2 separate regions of the Zea mays genome follow, and region 1 is linked to region 2. The links are chromatin contacts, called in public Hi-C maps. All regions are on one chromosome and are shown on one strand. The core of a region is the stretch at or near the end of the contact, and the rest is flanking DNA. Distances in the headings are between cores, read along the strand shown.

What was found. Hi-C and Micro-C count contacts between places; a contact is called where the count stands out from the background.
Region 1: a contact with region 2 is called in a Hi-C map of ear, with 3 times the contacts expected there. The contact joins the promoter of LOC100276728 here to the promoter of LOC100384693 in region 2. A contact is called at or near these places in 9 of 25 Hi-C or Micro-C datasets (bundle sheath, ear, leaf and 2 more).

What each region holds. Positions count from the first base shown.
Region 1 is chr1:83,398,533-83,405,895 of Zm-B73-REFERENCE-NAM-5.0, forward strand. LOC100276728 reads left to right here and starts at 4,011. Exons shown (of 4, transcript NM_001150446.2): 1 at 4,011-4,397; 2 at 4,522-4,783; 3 at 5,749-5,816; 4 at 6,112-6,688. The coding sequence starts at 4,263. The coding sequence ends at 6,384.
Region 2 is chr1:83,215,278-83,222,326 of Zm-B73-REFERENCE-NAM-5.0, forward strand. It overlaps LOC100384693, which reads right to left and starts at 2,538. Exons shown (of 6, transcript NM_001177169.2): 1 at 1,742-2,538; 2 at 1,228-1,332; 3 at 964-1,086; 4 at 251-647; 5 at 1-147. The coding sequence starts at 2,493.

The DNA.
Region 1 (7,363 bases), core at 2,761-5,260, 180 kb after region 2:
ATCTGTGCAGGAGGCAGATGCTCCAGCCAGGCTCGGGCGGCGTCGGAGAGGAACAGGGGGAGGTTGCGGATGATGAGGTTGTCATCGTCCGTTCCACCTAGCTAGCAGGCCAGCCGGTAGTCCGCAAGTCACAGTTCCGGCCTTGTTTCCCCCGAGTACTTGGTGATGGTAGTTGGGGCTCGGATCCGGGTCGGGAACGACGCCCGTCGTATGGCCCGGCTGAAGGCTTGCGGACCGGGTGGTTCGGGCGAGGGGCTCCGATCCTCCCCATTGTCGACGTCCCCCACGCCTGGGGTGGTAGCCTCGGCGCACCTTCTCATCGAGGCGGGCTCGACGGTCGCGGCGGTGGTGCTCGTTGCCGAGGCGACCTGGGGCTGCAGGCGTCGCGTCCCGTGTGCGCCCGGTGTGGACCGAGGCTTCCCGCATGAATCGGGAAGTCGCTGCGCGATGCTCCGGGGGGTACCCTTACCTTCGGGAGGCAGAGCTCTTGGCCCGTCGGACCGCGGCATCCTCCAGGAGATTCTTGAGTTCTCCCTGGATACGCCGCCCCTCGGTGGTGGATGGCTCCGGCATCGCTCGGAGTAGAATTACCGCTGCAGCCAGGTTCTGGCCGACCCCACTGGAAGCCGGGGGCAGTCTTGCCCTGGCATCATCAGTGATACGGCGCTGGACGTCCTGGGCCTGATGACGCGTTTCTCCGGCTAGTGCTCGGCCTGCCCACTCCTGCTTGATGTTTTGCCGGAGCTGTACAAGTTGTCCTGCTTCCTCGTCGAGCTTGGCCTGCATCTCGCGGATTTGCTCGAGCTGTGTGTTCTGACCCCCGCAGGGACTGGGACCACAGCTAGCTCCCGCAGGATGTCAACGTGAGGCGCTGGCCTAGGAGGATCGTCATCCTTTGGCATACCAAGGTGGTTGCCTTCGTTGTGACCCCCTAGATCGACGTGGAAACATTCGTGACTTGGGCCACAACCCTCGTCGTCAAGGCTGTGGCCATCATCGGAGCAATCGGAGAGGCAGTAGTCACATGCGGTCATGAAGTCTCGCATGGCACTGGGATTACCGAGCCCGAAGAAGTCCCAACCAGAGTCGGGCTCGTCTTCTTCCTCGGAACCCGGGGGGCCGTAGGTCGAGACGGCCGTCAGTCGGTCCCAGGTTGACCACATATGGTACCCCGGAAGGTTAGGATATGCCTTTATGAAAGCGCTCACCGAAGCGGGGTCGCTTGGTGGATCGAAGCTGAATCTAAAAGGCACAGGGTGGAAAACGGACGGTACCTCTCGATTGATGGACGGTGATGAAGTCGCGTCGGGGATGGACTGCACCGTTATCTCAGGCACGAGACTAACGCCCAGCAAGTCCTCCGCGAGAGTGCTGGTGTCATCTGTCCGCTTGGGTCTGGCATGTTGCGGGGAAACGACGCTCGTCGTCGTCTCAGGCGTGAGGACAACGCCCGACATGTCCCCCGCTGGGGTGCCGGCGTCGTCGACTCGCTCGACAGCCGACGAGGTGCCGCCTCCTGCCTGGCCACGGTTGCCCCGCCTCCTCCTCCTGCGGCGAGGAAGGCGGCGGGACAAACCCGGATGCTGCTCTTCTGCCACGGGGGGAAGACATCGTCGAGTTCGCCGCCGCCGGGCAAGCTGACGGCCGTCGTTGTCGCTGTCGCGCTGCGGGGGGAGGAGTACCATGTCGTAGCTGCCGTCAAGGGATATGAACTTGAGGCTCCCAAAGCGGAGCAGCGTCCCGGGCTGAAGAGGTTGCTGGAGACTACCCATCTGGAACTCAACGGGAAGTTGTTCATCAACACGCAGCAGGCCTCTACCTGGCGCGCCAACTGTCGACGTTTCGACCCCGGGGGGTCCCTGGAGCGACGAGTAAAATTGTCGCTGCATGCCCCAGCCCAGATGGGTTGGCGCGAGATGGAACATAGAGGGGGGAAAACCGCGGCTCGTGTTATCCTGCGCCAGGGGGATGCACTTGCAGTAGGGGTTACAAGTGTTCGCGAGGGAGAGAGAGTGTGTGTGGGCCGGTTCGTCAGCTCGTCCTCCCGCGCGACGACCCTCTCGCATGAGGGCTCTGGACCTTCCTTTTATAGATGCAAGGAGAAGGTCCAGGTGTACAATGGGGGAGTAGCTATGTGCTAACGTGTCTGGCAGAGCGGTGCCAGAACCCTGTGTACATGCCAACGTGGCTGTCGGAGAGGTGCTAGAGCCCTGTGCATGCGGTGTCGTAGCCGTCGGAGGAGCGCTTGAGCCCTGTAGAAGCACAGGTGTCGGGGCTGCTGGGACCTTGCTGACGTCTCCTTGCCTCCGTAGGGGGCTGAGAACCGCCGTCGTCATGGACACACGAGGGGAGCCATCATTACTTGTTACCGGGGTGAGCCTGGATGGGACGCCGGTCTTGTTCCCCCGTAGCCTGAGCTAGCTAGGGGTAGGGCAATGATGTATCCCCTGTGGTGCGGTCGGTTCGAGCCCAAGGTTGGGCGAGGCGGAGACTCCTCCTGAGGCCGAGGTCGGGTGAGGACGTGATTCCTCCTGAGGTCGAGGTTGAGGTCGAGCCCTGGGGTCGGGCGAGGCGGAGACCACCTTCCGAGGCCGAGGTTGAGGCCGAGCCTTGGGGTCGGGCGAGGCGGAGTCCTCCTTCTGAGGCCGAGGTTGAGGACAAGCCCTGGGGTCGGGCGAGGCGGAGCTTCCTGTTGCGCCTGAGGCTGATATTGGATGTTGTCAGCCTCACCCTGGCGGGTGGCACAACAGTCGGAGAGGGGCGAGCGGCGTTGTCTTCCTGTTAGGTCGGTCAGTGGGAGGGCGAAGTGACTGCGGTCACTTCGACCTTGCCGACTGAGGCACGTGTGTCAGGATAAGGTGTCAGGCGATCCGCGCATTGAATGCGTCTGCGATACGGTCGGTTGGTGAGGCGATTTGGCCTAGGTTGCTTCACAACGAAGTCTGCCCGAGCTGGGCTTCGGGCGAGTCGAGGGTGCGCCCGTTGCTTGAGGAGGCCCTCGGGCGAGGCGTGAATTCGCCTGGGACTACTGTTATCGCCCGAGGCTGGGCTCGGGCGAGGTGAGATTGCATCCCTTGAGTAGACGAAGCTTTGACCTGAATTGCGCCCATCAGTCTCTGCAGCTTGTGTTGATGGTGGTTACCAGCCGTGTTTAGGAGTGTTGGGGGTACCCCTAATTACGGTACCCGACAGATCCTGACACGTACATGGTTCGCATTCGGTTTGCTTTCTAAAACCGGGTGTGACACATAACCAGATTGAGAATCAAACCCACACTCTATGATTTTTACTCGTGGTCACGCATGTAAAATGTTGATGTTGCCATCCCTATACAACACCACGAGGAAACAAAGCGGCATAGAAATTTAAAGCGTCTTAGTAATTTTTATGGACATGCTATTACCAAAAGATAATGTAAGCTGACTTGGATAGCTCTTATGCATGCGTTTTATCCCTTCCATAGAACTTTGTTTGTTTTATTTCCATGAAAAGGTTAACTTGTAATGTTATTTGTATTGTATATCTTGATCTTCTTCTATATTTAAATTTGTAGTAGATCTCTACTATTATAATATGAGAATAATTGTGTGTCCTCCCCTCACGCAGGCGAACGCTACCTCTCCCCTTCACTCTATTTAAAAAAAATGCACGCCAAATTTGTTGTCTACCATTGTACTGTGAAACTGCTTGTGTCACAAGAAGCTTTTAAATATATACTAATAATTTAAAAGCAAAAAAATATAATCATGCTTTATTAAATATTTATTTAAATATAATTTATATGATATATATAAATCGCAGCAACATACAACCAAACTAACTATTATCTTTTATGTATCTTCGGTCAAATCTAGATCGCTATAGATGTGGTGGTGTTTAGCACTTGAGAGCGACAAAAATTATAGCAACGCACTGTTTTTTTTAAATATATGTGCAAGCAAAGAAACCCGTTGAGCGGCCCCAGTCGTCATTGAGTCCAGCAAGAGCAGATCAACCCGACCGCTTTCTCCACCCCCATTGCCCATTTGCCCCCAAGGCCCCAAGCCCCCAACACGGCAACACCGCACCACGACCACGGACTACCGTCTCCTCTCCTTTCCTCTCCTGCAACTGCAAGCGACCACCCCTCCACCCCCATCCACCCACCCGCCCGCCGACGCTTGGATCCCCTCCCTTGTTTGCCGTGTCCCCGCCCAAACCCCGTAGCCGCCGCCACAGCAATCGCTGCCGCCGCCGCTGGAGGCCGGGCCGTGGGGGCTGAAATGAAGGAGGTGGTGCTCCACGTGTATGACGTGACCAACAGTGACTCCGAGAAGACGAACAACACCATCCTCCAGATCAACCGCATCTTCAAGGACCGCATCGGCCTCGGCGGCATCTTCCACAGCGCCGTCCAGGTAGTGGGCCTGGCTCCCCTCTCCCCCTTCCCTCGCCAATCGCTCAGATCCCAGGGACCGACGCTTGCGTGCCGCTTCTCCAGATCCCTAAATCTCACGCCATTTCTTGAACCCCTCAACGCAGGTCTATGGCGAGGACGAGTGGTCGTTCGGGTTCTGCGAGTCCGGCAGCGGCGTGTTTAGTTGCCCCATAGGCAAGAACCCCATGTACACCTACCGGGAGCGCATCGTCCTCGGGGAGACCGAGTGCGGCATCGCCGCCGTTAACCGGATCCTGCGGGAGCTCAGCCGCGAGTGGCCTGGCCACTCGTACGATCTCCTCTCCAGGAATTGTAACCATTTCTGCGACGTGCTCTGCGAGAGGCTCGGCGTCCCCAAGCTCCCAGGTAAGACCACGGAGGGGCATTCCATGGTTTTTCTTTTTCTGAATGGCGACAACCTGTGCAAGGTGCATCTCATAGTGGCATTATGTACAATTCTCGAGTTGAAAACACACGCACTATGTCCTCGAATTGGTAGGAAGATTGCAGGTTCCAATTTACATGGCTATTTACATTCTTGCTAGGAAAAGAATGAACAAACTGAATGAGCGAATGTGTAAACTGAACATTGCTGAAGCATGTGTTTGCTACCGCTGAAGTATTGAGCAATTTAACTGGTGTTATGTGATTATCACACTTGAAGCTTTGATAATAGGGGGTTCATGTATGAAACTCAGTGCTGCTAGCTTTAAGACTCAACTTTGGAGCATAAGACCATGTACAACACAGACGTTTAGCAGGCTCTTAGAGTCAGTTTCATTGTTTTCCTTGTGATTGTGGAACTGAGCACAAGCGCATTGCAGGTGTTGCCCCTTGATGAGTTTTTTGATGGCTGCCTTGAAACTTACATGCTAGGTGGATGTCTCCCAAGAACAGTAATTAGCTCAATTATTACATTACCTCTGCTAAACCGTTTAGTCTGCATTTGAGACAAGGCTCTTTTATGTGTGCTTAATGATTCATGTCCTAATGCGCCAACTTTTGTGACAATTTGAGGAGGTTTAGATTCCTAGGTCAAGTCTTTGCCTGACATTTCTGATCATACAACAACAACAAAACCTTTTAGTGCCAAGCAACATAGGGTAGTCTAGAGTTCAAAGTTCGAAACTGAACAAAAGCCACATATCAAGGTCCAGATACGTGGATAGCTGATTTTGTTTTGCTCCTATTCAAGGCTAACAACATTCATGATCATAATGTTGAATTATTGAATTTTTATCTATGTTGCTAGCACCAGAGGCCTAGCATGATTGTGTTTCTTAGGTTTGAAATGCCATGAACTTACTCTTTTATTCTGTCTAACCTTGCAGGTTGGGTGAATCGCTTTGCCAATGCCGGTGATACTGCTGTGGTTGTTGCTGAGAACACAGCAGTTAAGGTAATTTCAGAATTTGTTGCTGTGATACAATGTGTTATCTCCAATTTGCTTAATCCTAGCATAAAATTTATGATTGCTCCTTGCTTTTTTATTATTTTTCCTAGTCTATCACTCATGTTTTAGACCTCTGTTTTCCCCACCAATGCAAACATCCCTTATATTTGTGTTTGCATTTTTCTTTTGCACGTGTTAGGTTTGGAGCTTTAAATATCGATTATGTGCATAGGGATTTCTGTTTTATCTATACCTTTCTGTTTTATCGTCATTGTTTTCCTTGTGAATTTATGTATTGCAGTTCAGGCAGGCTAAAACAGAAATCGTGAATGCCAGTAGAGTAGCATACAGATTTATGGCAGGCCTGACTTCCAAAAATCAAGCCTCACCTGAGTCTCCGGGTAACAATCAAAACAGAGGCAGCCCTAGTTTCCAGGGAGCTTGGTTCAAGAACATCGTCTCAGCTGGTGCAAAGCCTTCATCGAGTGGATCGACACGCACACATTTTCAGGACGCTGATGATGGAACCCCTTTGCAACATCAAAGTTCAACAGAGCAATCAACACAGTTGTAGTTGCTTCCCAGCATATCAACCAACAATTGAATTGAATCTGTCAATCTGTTGTGTAACATTAGCTAATATCTGTTCGAAACCTGTTGTTAAATTGTATCAGTAGTGTAACAGTTGCTGAGATTTGTTCAAAAACTGCTATTTTGCATTTGTCCGTGAATCAGTTTTTTGCAGCATTGTTGAAGTTGAACGCTCTGATGTCATGCGTAGCTGCTAATCTGTTTTCAAGGTTCTGTTTAGCACATTCTCATGGACTGTTTTTTTTAACCAAACATTGTTTTGAAACAGCTTCATAGGTGAAGCTACCAACAGTTTCATGAGCTTTTTTTTATCAAACTTCAAATTAGCTTCACGTTTCATGACCTGTTTTTTTACACCAAGTATCCTTTTTTTTCATAACATCTTCATTGGTGAATCTCTTTTTTCTATGCTCACAAAGAAATGGAGAGGAGTGAAGCTAGTATGGAGACTTGGAGAGGCACGCTCTTTTTTATACGCTCACTAAGGAATGAAGCTAGAATGTGAGAGGGATAAGAGCCTGTTCGGTTACTACGGAAAGGAATTAATATAAGTATTGATAAACTGGAATGAATCCTGGTTGCATTCCGGAACAGCCGAACATGTCCTAAAGCTAAAAAAATAGCTTTTCATGACTCATTTATTTCCCCACTTTTTTACTTCCCTATCTCATCTATAGGGTGTTGAGTACACTAGAACTAATAGTTAGTTGATACACTTAGTTGAGACAACCAAACAGCCTAATTAATAGTTATGCTATTAATTAATTTTACTAAATTAGCTACTAGTTAGCTAGATATTTGTTAGCTAGTTAATTCTATTAGTAATTTTTAGCCAACTAACTATTAGGTCTAGTGCATTCAAACACTATGTGTACGAAGCTATTGGTCAAATTATTTTGCCGAAGTTTCTCCAAAATAACTATACTTTGTCCAGAAAGCTACTCGCAAAGCTGTTAAAAACA
Region 2 (7,049 bases), core at 1,288-3,787:
GCTGCCGTCCGGGTCCACGCACCGGAGCGCGGCCAGGACCGCCCGCTTCAGCGCCTTGGACGGCGGCGGCTCCGGCAGCCTCGGGTCCAGCACCTCCTCCACCCTCCGGTCGGCGACCATGCGCTTCAGCCACTCCACCAGGTTCACCTGAGGAGAGAAGAGCAGCAGCGATCTAGAGCATGTTTGGACACATGCATGGAGCTAACGAGCAGTAGCACATGCTTTCAAACACCAATTAGTGGTAGCCCACCTCGTCGGCTGGTCTAGTGTAGTCCACTGGAGTCCTGCCGGTCATGACCTCCATCGCGAGCACTCCGAAGCTGTAGACGTCGCTCCTCTCGTTCAACATCCCGGTCTCGGCGTACTCCGGCGCCACGTACCTGCAACGCACGCGGGAGACGATGACGAACTCCCTTGAACTGAAACAACAGCCCTCTCTCCCTGCGAAAAAAAAACAGAGAAAAAGCGACACCGACCCGAACGTTCCCACGACACGGGTGGTGACGTAGGACCTCTCCGAGCAGAGGAGCTTGGCGAGCCCGAAGTCCGACACCTTGGCGCTCCACTGCCGGTCCAGGAGGATGTTGCTGGACTTGATGTCGCGGTGAACTATCTTGGGCTCCAGACCCTCGTGGAGGTAGGCCAGCCTGAAACCTCACAAACTGTACATGAGTGTCTCCGTCTGCGTAGAAATCCAGGTTTCGACAGCTGTGACAAACTGGTACTACAGAGGACACAGGAGCAGAGGGCAGGCAGACAGTGTTGCTTTCAGACGCAACTCGCCACTCCCCCTAATCATGCCCATTAAAACAGCAAGACCAGTACTGCCGTGCCGTGTCAACAAAGTGCTAACGTTTTCTGGCCATCATAATTTCAGTCCGGAGGACATTAGATGGATGGGCAGGGCAGGCAGGCTAGTAGTGAAGAAGTACGGATAAAAGCAAAAAGAAAGCGTTGTTTTACCCTCTGGCCGTTCCAAGGAGTATGCGCATCCTGATGTCCCAGGTCAGTGAGCTGGTTTCGCTGTCGTCGTGGTGCAGCCACTTGTCCAGATTACTCTTCTCCATGTACTCGTAAACAAGCATCCTGAAGTGACGATGGGGGGGGGGGGGGGGGGGGGGGGGGGGGGGGGGACACAACAACTCTTTGGATCAACGTACTGCCGATGAGGTACATTCATGTCTCGTTTAGATACAATGGTAATGGTAATGGTAATTTGCACTGTACCTGCAAGCTCCCTCGCTGCAGTAGCCGAGCAAACTCACCAGGTTCTTGTGCCGGACGCGCCCGATTGTCTGAACCTCCATTCGAAAATCTTTCTCGGCCTGACCCCTGATCAAGTATACAGCAACTGATGATTTTTTTTTTGTTGTAAAATGATCGATTCATACGATCACTGGCGTGGCTAATTACGCGGTTCATCTGACACTGATCTGAAGAGTGGATAGAACTTGAATTTGTTTGTGTACACAGGAGGAAACGTGAAGCAATTTAATCCAAATCGAAACGTGCCAACCACCTCGATCTATTCTCGCGGGCATCAAGCACATATTTGGTGATAATAAACTTTTCTTTTTTAAAAAAAATGAAACGAGAGGTTTTTCAGCATCAGATCCAGCAAGCAAAAAAACTGAAAAATACGATCGCGACCAGACTAGAAAAGCTTTGCGTGTAGTTTCTGCTCACGCTTCGGAGTTCGGATCCAACCGAACAAATCCTGAAGCGGAGGGAAGAAGCCAACCTGTTGTTGTGGAGGTTTTTGATGGCGACGGCGGTGCCGTCGCGGAGCACGCCCCTGAACACGACGCCGTACCCGCCTTCGCCCACCATGTTGGCGGCGGCGAGCCCGCCCGTGGCCTCCTCCATCTCGCGGCGCGTGTACCGCCGGCCCCACCCGCGCCGCGCCGCCTCTGGAACCTCCGCATCGCTGCCGCCCTGGTCGCTCGCGGTGCTCTCGCCGCTCGTCGAATTCGCGAAATGCTCCGCGAGGATCAGCGGCGCCTTCTGCTCCGCCTTGATGGCCTGGATCGGCGGCTGTTCGAACGAAGCGGGGCGCCAGCGAGCGGCAGCCTCCTCGGCGTCCTTGTTGGCCGGCGGCGGGAGCGGCGGCATTGTCGCTGCTTGATGGTGCGCATGCACGCGGTGCTTGAGGGACTTGCTGGCGCCGGGCCGATGCGGGCACGGGGCCAGGCGCGGTGCGCGGCGCCGGCTGCAGCGGCGGCAGAGGCAGACGGCGAGGCAGAAGAGGGCGAGGGCGGCCGCCGCAGCGCCTGCGGCGACGAGGACCCAGGCGCGGAGGCCGAGGACTGGGGTGCGCTGCGAGAGCCAGGCTCTCGGGACGCCGACGCCCAGCACGGACGCCGTGGCCCCCTGCTGCTGTGGATGGAGATGGTGGCGCGGCGGCGGCGGCGGCGCAGGCGTGGAACGGGGGTGGCGGCCCTGGGCGCGCCGCGCGGTGTGCGGTGGTACTGGTAGCGCCCTCGGAGCTGTCATGGCCCTGCGCGCCGACGCTGAGCCGTGGAAGCTCGTGGAGTTGTAAGCTTGTAGCTGTAGGTTGATCAGTTGCCATTTAATTAGGGTTTTCCAGTTAAAGGCACTACCGTTTAGATTGATTATCGAGTTGAAAGTATAGTTCAAATTTGTTGCACAATCGCGACACAAGAGAGCCCATTGGTTACTTGTGGGCGAGGCTTGTGGAGTGATTTTTTTTCTTCTAGTAAAAAAACAAGTAGCGTATATACATAAATACAGCCTCTATTCATATCTGCACCCCAACCGTATTCTGAAAGAATAATATCGTAAAACATAAAAATAAATTTCAAACGAATACGCCGTCAAGTTGAGAACCCTCTCGTTTTCAAATCTAACTAATTTGTCTTGACTGAGAAATACAGTTTTTTTTAATTTAACTCAAACGTGAGTGAGAAAGGCCAATATAGGTCCTCTGCTACGTGACGTGATTGACCTCATGCATAGTACAGTAAAAAAGTGCTAGTTCATTTATACTTAGAGAAGAATAAATCAAACGGTAGCAAAGATTAAAAAAACAACTAATGTATTGAAAGGGGATCTTAATATATGACCTTAACTTGGCAAATCATACTTATTGTCTTGTTTGCTGCTCACAAACAATGATAGAAATGACAAAAGTTTGTTAGGTTAGATGAAATCATGCGGTTTCGGAAAACAAAATTCATTGTCGCAAGGAAATTATTACGTGTTATAGAGGATGTTTGTTTGAGATTATAATCTGCTTAGATTATATAATTTAATAAATTTTAAACTAACACTTAGTTTAAAATCTATTAGATTATATAATCTGGTCAGATTATAATATCAAACGAACACCCTCGTAAAGAGACCATTCTGGTTTACTAGTTGGGTTTCATTTTAGGGGTGTTTAGAAGCATTTTTTTTTGTTTTGACGCAAAAACCATGATATTATAGAATACCATGATATTTTTTGCAAATAGGTGTTTGGCTACATTGTAAAAAAACTCTGTTTTGAATACCGTGGTTTTGTAGTTATCATGGTATATTTTGGAGTATTTGAAACTTCACTTCAACCCAAAGTTTTTGTCTATGGCTAGCATCTTGCACATGTATACTAAATAACATGGTTTCATATACTTGGTCTCTAAACCAGTTTTGCTTAGAATACTATAAAAATATTATAGTTGTCGGGTACCGTAATTAGGGGTACCCCCAATACTCCTAAACACGGCCGGAAAACATCTTCAGAACAAACCATAAACAACTGATAAAGCGCGGTTCAAGTCAGGGCCTCGTCTACCAAGGGACACAACCTCATCCGAGCCCAGCCTCAGCCTCGGGCGGGAACAGTAGGCCCGGGCGGATTCACGCCTCGCCCAGGTCCTCCTCAGGCAGTGAGCGCACCCTCTGCTCGCCTAAAGCCCAGCTTGGACAGACTTTGTCGTGCAGCGACCTCGGCCGGATCGCCCTACCAACCGACCGTATCGCATGCACATTTAATGCGGGGATCGCCTGACACCTTATCCTAACACACGTGCCTCAGTCGGCAAGGTCGAAGTGACCGCAATCACTTTGCCCCTTTACTAACCGATCTAACAGGAAAACAAAGCTATTCACCCCGCTCCGGCTACTGTGCCAACCACCAGGGCAAGACTAGCAACAGCAAGTCGTGACCTCTCCCGAGTTCAGCCTCGGGCGCAACAGGGAGCTCCGCCTCCCCGACCCCTGGCCTCGGCCTCGGCCTCGGGAGAAGGTCTCCGCCTCGCCCGACCCCAGGCCTCGGCCTCAGCCCCGGCCTCGGGAGGAGTCACAACCTCGCCCGACCTCAGCCTCGGCCTCAGGAGAAGTCTCCGCCTGCCCGACCTGGGCCTCGGACCGACTACGCTACAGGGGATACCTCATTACCCTACCCCTAGCTAGTCGCCTCACGCTACGAAGGAACAAGACCGGTGTCCCATCTAAGGTTACTCCGGTAAATAGGTAATGATGGTTCCCCGCGTGCGCCCATGACGTCGGTTGCTCTCAAACCCCCTACAGAAGCAAGCAAATGTCAGCAGGATCCATGCCGCACCGCCAGCTGTGCTTCTACAGGGCTCAAGGCACTTCTCCGACGGCCGTGTTAGCTCGTGTATAGGGCTCAAGGCACTTCTCCGCCAGCCACGTTAGCACTTAGCTACACCCCCATTGTACAACTGGACATCTCCTTGCATCTATAAAAGGGGATGTCCAGGGCCTTCCTAAGGCACGTGATAACACAGACGTTGAGGGAGGTTCATGCGAGGACAGATGGGGAGACACGTTGACACAATACGTTGACGTTGAGACAGAGACGGACGCACGCAGAGACTCCCTCTCTCTCTCGCTCTCGTCCTCGCTCCCTCGCGACGCTTGTAACCCCTACTACGAGCACCCCGGTGCAAGATAATATAAGCCTCATTCCCCCGCTTGTGTTCCATCTTGCATCAACCCATCTGGGCAGGGGCATGCAGCAACAAATTCACTGGTCGGTTGATGGACCTCGCGGGTCCGAAACGCTGACAGTTGGCGCGCTAGGTAGGGGCTCGCTGCGTGTTAACGAATACTTTCCCGTTGAGTTCCAGATGGGTAGCCATCAGCAACCTCTTCGGCCCGGGACGGTGCTCTTCTTCGGGAGTCTCGAGTTCCTGTCCCGCAACGGCAGCTACGACATGGTACTCCTCCCCTCGCAGCGCGACAGCGACAACGGTCGTCAGCTCGCCCGGCGGCAGCGAACTCGATGACGACTTCCCTCTGTGGCAGAAGAGGAACACTCGGGTTTGCCCCGCCACCCTCCTCGCCGGAGGAGGAGGAGACGGGGCAACCGTGGCCATGCAGGAGGCAGCACCTCGTCGGCTGTCGGGCCAGAGCGAGTCGACGACGCTGGCACCCCCTGCGGGGGCCATGTCGGGTGTTGTCCTCGCACCTGAGACAACGACTGGTGTCGCTTCCCCGCAATGTGCCAACCCCGAACGGACTGATGACGCCAGCACCCTCGCGAAGGACTTGCTGGGCGTTAGCCTCGTACCTGAGATAACGGTGCGGTCCGTCCCTGACGCGACTTCCCCACCGTCCATCGACCAAAAGGTACCATCCGTTTTCCACCCTGTCCCTTTCAGATTCAGCTTCGATCCACCAAGCGACCCCGCTTCGGTAAGCGCTTTCGTAAAGGCATATCCTAACCTTCTGGGGTACCATATGTGGTCATCTTGGGACTGACTGACGACCGTCTCAACATCCAGACTCGCGGGTTCTGAGGAAGACGACGACTCCGACTTCGGTTGGGATTTCTCCGGACTCCGTGATCCCAGTGCCATGCGAGACTTCATGTCCGCATGTGACTACTGCCTCTCCGGCTGCTCTGACGATGACCACAGCCTTGGCGACGAGGGTTGCGACCCGAGTCGCGAGTGTTTCCACATCGATCAGGGGGATCACGGCGAAGACAACCACCTCGGCATGCCGCAAGATGACAACGCCCCTGTGCCTACGTCTCGCATTGACATCCCATGGGAGCTAGCTGTGGTCCCAGTCCCTGCGGGGGTCAGGACACATAACTCGAGCAATTCCACGAGATGCAGGCCAAGCTCGACGAAGAAGCGGGGCGACTTGTGCAGCTCCGACAAAACATTGAGCAAGAGTGGGCAGGCCGAGCACTTGTCGGAGGAGCGCGTCATCGGGCCCGAGACGTCCAGCGCCATATCATTGATAATGCCAGGGCAGGGCTGCCTTGAAAGGGAAATGTGCCCTTGGGCCATTTCTAAGTTTTTTTGGTGATTGAGTGCAAACACAAAGTGCTTAAATGTGAATCTATGCCCATGGATGGACAAGTTGCAAATCACAAGTAAAGGTATGTTTCTAAGCCTTAGTACATTGGTTTTGTGTACTAATATCTTGTCTAAGTGTTAGAAACAGGAAGAAGAAAGGAAAGAAGTGGGGAGTGGCTGTGTACAGCCAAAGGCTGCTTCAGGTTGGGGCACCGGACTGTCCGGTGTGCACCGGACAGTGTCCGGTGCGCCAGACCAGCGTGGAGCAAACCAGCCGCTCTCGGGTTTTTCTCCGGCGACTTCGGCTAAAATTCACCGGACTGTCCGGTGTGCACCGGACTGTCCGGTGAGCCAACGGTCGGCCGGGCCAACGGTCGGCCGCGAGATCGGCGCGCGACACGTGGCCGAGCCAACGGTCGGAAAGGTACACCGGACTGTCCGGTGTGCACCGGACATGTCCGGTGCGCCAACTGTGTGCAGATCTGCAACGGTCGGCAACGGTCGGCTTCACTGTTTATGGAAATAAATCGGGCACCGGACAGTGTCCGGTGTGCACCGGACTGTCCGGTGCGCCCGACGACAGAAGGCAAGGATAGCCTTCCAGATGTGTTCTCAACGGCTCCTAGCTGCCTTGGGGCTATAAAAGGGACCCCTAGGCGCATGGAGGAGTATACCAAGCATTCCTTAAGCACTCTTGATCACTCACACATCAATCTCGCGCACTTGTTCGACATTCTAGTGATTTGAGCTCCGTTCTAGTGTGCTAGTCTTTTG